Linked DNA regions of Mus musculus: region 1 is linked to region 2. A link is a contact called in public Hi-C data. All regions are on one chromosome and are shown on one strand. The core of a region is the stretch at or near the end of the contact, and the rest is flanking DNA. Distances in the headings are between cores, read along the strand shown.

Region 1 (2,700 bases), core at 59-2,558, 69 kb after region 2:
TCAACTGATCAAAATCAAGGGCCACATATCACCCGAGTTATTGGGATGAAAGACAAAATACATCCTTTGTTCTCTCTCTAGAAGAGTATTTCAAATAATCACGGCAATAAATCTGATTTTCAAAATACCCCAAAATAGATTTGGCTTCCTCAAGAGTAGAATGACTATGGGTTTGGCTTTCCCGGAGCAGTTGTGGGCATTTTTCCAATGTGCGATTTTTTCCAGTGTACAAATATTCCTTTTTAAACATTTTCATCAGCCTATGAATATTCTTACTTATCAGGTCAGCTTGTAGAACTGTGTCAGTCTGCACTCTCTGCCTGCAGCTTGCACATCTGCTCTTGATTTACACAGGGAATGGCGGGTTATCAGCAGGGTGAGTTCAGCTCTAATCTGCTGCCTGACATAAGGCCATAACCCTCTGAAACACCTCAGCATACACATGGCCCAGTAAAACAGCATTCATTCAAATGGCGCCTTCTCTGAATCCAACCTGAAATTTAACGTGAGCAAAATTTTATGAGGTGCCTATTGTGTTCCTGTAGGGTCAGTAGAAGAGCCACGGAAAGTCTTGCTTAAGAAGCAGACTGGATAGGGCAGCTCAGAGGTAGCGTGTGTGCTTAGCATGCACAGACCCTGGGTTCAGTCCTCAGCATCAAGAAAAAAGAAGACAGAGGAGAAGTAGGAGGAAGAGGAGGAAGAAGAGGAGGAGGAAGAGAAAGAGGAAGAGGAAGAAAACACACATGGAAGAAATAGAGGCAAGTAAACACCCGGGCAGATAAAGGACCAAAACTGCAACTTTCAAAGAAATCCTGAAGTCTTTTTTAAATGCCAGAAATCAGGCCACAAGCATCAAACAAGGACAAAAACTGAAAGTAGAATTTCTTTTCCTTAATCTATTGAGAAGACATGACAAGTTTTGACACTGAGAAGAAATGACATAAATGTGACAACCTCAGACCCTTAACACAGAAAACTTGAAGTAAAAACTTGTGCCAGAGAGACAGATGGAACACATCACTCAGTCCCAGCATCCTAAAATACACGGAGCCTTTGCACACCATCCCTCCGAACCATGAAAGCAACATCATTTAACACAATCATTAAATGCAAGAGCCATAACATGCATAACAACCATGTGTAGGTGATAGCAGCCTGCTGGAAAAACACCCAGGACATCTCAGACTCCGCTGGCAGACTGAACAAAGAGAGCTTCACACGACTCCCACACAGTGCTGGAAAACGCAGTGATCCACGGAAAGCAATTGAGGAAAGATGACAAGCCCCAGCTTAACATCATCCAGCAAGCTCACGATCAGGAATAACTCAACTGAGAATGGCAATCTCTGTGCCCACGGATCGAGCACAGGCTAACCGTACAGACGGAGGGTACAAAGGAGGGAGGCCTAAGTGGTCATTTTGAGGACAAGATATGCCTCTTCTAGGGGTCTCCAAAATCGAGCATTTTTGAAATGAAATGTTATCTGTGAACAAGCCATTACAGCCCAGGACAGCATCAGCTAACAAAGCCTGAAGGCCAGTGAGGCCACCTTCTCAGCCTGTTTTATTATCTGTTGCCACTGTTGCTATGACAACTTTTCAGAGGCTTTATTGAAGACCAAGAAAAACCTCTACAGGCACTGATCTTGTCTGCAGGACATGAAAGAGCTGGTCAGTTTGGTGAAGGTTAAATGGTCAGGGCAGCTCACAAACACTGCTTAGGAGCCTTCTATCTCCAATTTCAAAAATTGTCTGAAATATTCACTTATATTGTCACAAAAGTATATAAAAGGTTCTTTATAAACCTTAATATAATAATTCCACAGAACCCCCCAAAGACTACCCTTTCTGATTCCTAGACTCAAGATGAAGTTTTCTCCTGTCTCAGCATGGGCATCCCAAGTGGAAAGAAGATTTTGTTTGTTTGCTCGTTTGTTTGCTTGTTTGGTATGTCGGTTTCTTGGACCACTTGGCATTCAACCTCATGAGAAGGAGACCTTTGATGCAGAAAACCAAAATGGAGCTCAGAAAGTCCCCCATGTCTCCGTGGGTCAAGGACATGCAGCCCAAGTAAAACAGAGCAGGAAGAACATCTCCTTGTGGCCCCGTTCTAGCAAGAACCATGCTGACTCCCCTCTGCGATTATTTACTTCCCACCTTCCCCAACGTGGTGCTCGTGATAATTGCTAACTTTGTGAGATGTCGGAACACGGCCACTTATGTAAAGCAAAGTGCCTTTCGACATTTATGAAGTGCAGATTCTCTATAAATACAGGAGAGTGCTAATCACCCAAGCACCCCTAGGCACAGTAGATCAATACTGAAGATGAATACTCCTCTTTCATTGAAATTCAGAAGGAAAAAAAATCCATTTGTTACCTCTCTGATAAACTAGCACACTCTGTAACTTGCCAAATAAAATTTAAGATCAGAGCTTATTGCTCAGACACAGAAATTTGGGGAAGAAAACAATCATGGGTCAACGTGAACTATATCCTCTCCCCGTCTAGATCTATAGAGAGATATATGAGCACAAGCACTTTTGGAGAGAGAGAGCAACGGCAAGCCTGTCACTCACCTTGTGACCTCTTATAAAATAAAAGCATCCATTGTGAGTAACCTGTAACATAAAATAAGCAGTGATGTGCATCACAAAGTGGCTGGAAAAGCAGACAAGCCTCAAAGGCGATTTGGGGAGTA
Region 2 (2,700 bases), core at 144-2,643:
ATAAATATGTGTGTGATTCTGTATATATGTGTGTGACTGTACATATGTGTGTGACTCTGTATGTATTGTGTGACTGTACATATGTGTGTGACTCTGTGTGCTGTGTGTGTGTGTGTGTGTGTGTGTATGTGTGTGTGTGTACATGTGCCAGTGCATATGGAGGCCACAGAACAGCTTTGGGTTTCAAAAGCCTTCCACTACTTTTTAAGACAGGGTCTCACTGACCTGAAGCCCACTAACCAAGCTACGCTGGCGAACCCAGGAGTCCCAGGAATGAACCTGTCTACCTCCCCAACAAAGCTGGGATTATACTACACCCGACTTTTTTTTACACAGCTTCTGGGGGTTGGACTTGTGTCCTATGGTTGCATACACTCTACCAACTGTGCCTACACTTTACCAACTGAGCCATCTACCTGTCGGTTACTTAGGCATGCCTGAAGTGTTGAGAGAAAAAGGCTTGCTCTATAGCCCACTCTACGTTTTCCCATAAACCCCTGTCGAGTTACTGATCATCAGGTCTTAAGCAGAGAGAGCGAGTCTTACAGGTTCAGGCACAGATAAAACCAGTTCTCCATCCTCTCTGGCTCCTGCATCACCACGTAACAATCACCTCTTCAAAGTTCTTGACCCCCACCCAATCTGAGGTGCTCCAGCTAGCTCAAGGGGGAGCAGAGAAAGCAAGACTTACGTAAAAAGAGAAACATGGCTCTCTGGCAATCAAGACTGCCACACAGCAAGGCAAGATTTCAAAAGCCTGTGCATGCACTACTGAAGCAAATCCAGGATGGCTTCTGTGCCCAATGCCCTTGTCCCTGCTTTAACAAAGGTGGGCCTGTCCCTCGACCCACATTATGCAGGGAAAAGAGATTTATACAAAGGATCGCCTATTTGCCACTTCTTCATTCTATTACAGGCGGGAGCAGAGGCTGACACCCACAAGGACCCTTTCCAGCCAGGGATTATATATCATGCCATAGAAATACAGAAAAGACAAATTATCCTGAGATCATCACGCTTCCATTGACCTGCTCAAGGTTTAAACCCATCTGCAATTAGATGCCGTAGCCACAGATCTGCAGGCGGCTTAAATCGTCAGCAACGGGCTGTAATCCTGGGGAAACAGAACAGGGTGGATTTTTATGGGTATCTAAGTTTGGATTCCGTGGGTCTGATTTTGATTCGTGGGAGGTTAGTAATCTGCTCTTGTTACCCAGATCCTCCTCAGTTTCTGAGGTATTTATAATATGATATCTAACTCAGGCTTGAAACACTCATGAAAATTAACGGCATTATTTTTAAAAAATGTAACCGGGGAGAGAGATGGCGAGGGAAAGCGGTGTGACGTGACAAAGGCTCATCACTCTCGCACATCCACCAGAGAGTTCGCCCAGCTGCTGTGACTGATGAATCTCACAGCTGCTAATGTGCCCACTCTTTGGTCAGACCTGCCTTTCTAACGTGGAGACTTATTAAGAAATCTATTTTACTGCCTGCTATAATAGGAGAAATTGAAAATCTATCCACAGTGGGAGCATAGATGTTTTATTTATTTTAACACTTAAAAAGCATAAGCCACCTGATGTGAAGATTTGGGGGCATAGTAGAAATGGCCACCATGCTAATGATCACCATGGTGGCGGCGGCGGCTGCTGCTGCTGCTGCTGCTGCTGCTGCTGCTGCTCTGCTGCTGCTGCTGCTGCTGCTGCTGCTGCTGCTGCTGCTGCTGCTGCTGCTGCTGCTGCTGCTGCGTCTTCTTCTTCTTCTTCTTCTTCTTCTTCTTCTTCTTCTTCTTCTTCTTCTTCCTCTTCTTCTCCTCCTCCTCCTCCTCCTCCTCCTTCTCCTTCTCCTTCTTTTTCTTCTTCTCCTTCAATAATGTGTCCCCTCCTAGGCACTTCCTATGTGTGTACCATTGTTGTGAACACATTACCTCATACTTCACCCATTGAGCAGGTTAGAGCACAGACAGGCATACAGCTGACACTGGCTGACCTACAGAGTTTGAACCCCACACCCATTATCCATCTGATATACTACTTGGTTTACACTGATAATTCTGAGAGGCAGACAGACAGACAGACAGACAGGCAAGCAAAGAGAGAGAGAGAGAGAGAGAGAGAGAGAGAGAGAGAGAGAGAGAGAGAGAGAGAAGAAACCCATTAGATCATGACAATCATGCCCCTGGAACATTAACTATGCTTTAAATACCTTCATTTATGAGTTTAATAAAAAGCCAGCTAGGTGAGTTCTAAGTCTATACTATAAAAAGATGGATTTGTCCAAACATCCCCAAAATATGACTGCAGACTCTTAAAAGGAAAGAAGAATTGTCTGTTCAGAGCACAAGGACATCAGTGTGTTCCCCCAGCGAGACAAGTCTGCATCCCGTCTTCAAAGAACACACACAGCTTCTTCTGGCCAGAAGATCTGATTTCTTCACCATGTCAGAGTGAAGCCAACTTCATCTCAGGGCCAGAAGAGAAGTAACAGTGGTGGACAAATCCACAATACTGTGGTATTCTCCTCCCATGGAAATTAGGTCTGCCAAATGGTCCATAGCGAAACACTGCCCACCTCAGTAATTCCCAAGGCTGATCTTCCAGAGGTCAGCGTGGCACCTGAAGGGCAACATTGAGCAAGGAATCAGAATGTATGTGCGATGTGGGTTAATGGCTCCTAGGGGCAGCTCGTCCACAAATC

Evidence for each region. A called contact is a pair of places that touch in the nucleus more often than the background predicts.
Region 1: a contact with region 2 is called in a Hi-C map of cortical neurons, with 2.6 times the contacts expected there. The contact joins two enhancer-like sites. A contact is called at or near these places in 1 of 39 promoter capture datasets (hippocampal neurons) and 6 of 484 Hi-C or Micro-C datasets (cerebral cortex, cortical neurons, frontal cortex and 1 more).

The regions. Positions count from the first base shown.
Region 1 is chr3:50,982,988-50,985,687 of GRCm38.p6, forward strand. No RefSeq gene overlaps it. Among named protein-coding and RNA genes, the nearest start is that of Gm35756, 58 kb to the right of the region's middle. Within about 2 kb of position 1,309, at least 52 of the 459 cell types and tissues checked have an H3K27ac peak or open chromatin away from gene starts, as enhancers often do. A contact at or near this core is called in cortical neurons and hippocampal neurons, where this site is marked.
Region 2 is chr3:50,913,913-50,916,612 of GRCm38.p6, forward strand. No RefSeq gene overlaps it. Among named protein-coding and RNA genes, the nearest start is that of Gm37548, 26 kb to the left of the region's middle. Within about 2 kb of position 1,394, at least 24 of the 459 cell types and tissues checked have an H3K27ac peak or open chromatin away from gene starts, as enhancers often do. A contact at or near this core is called in cortical neurons and hippocampal neurons, where this site is marked.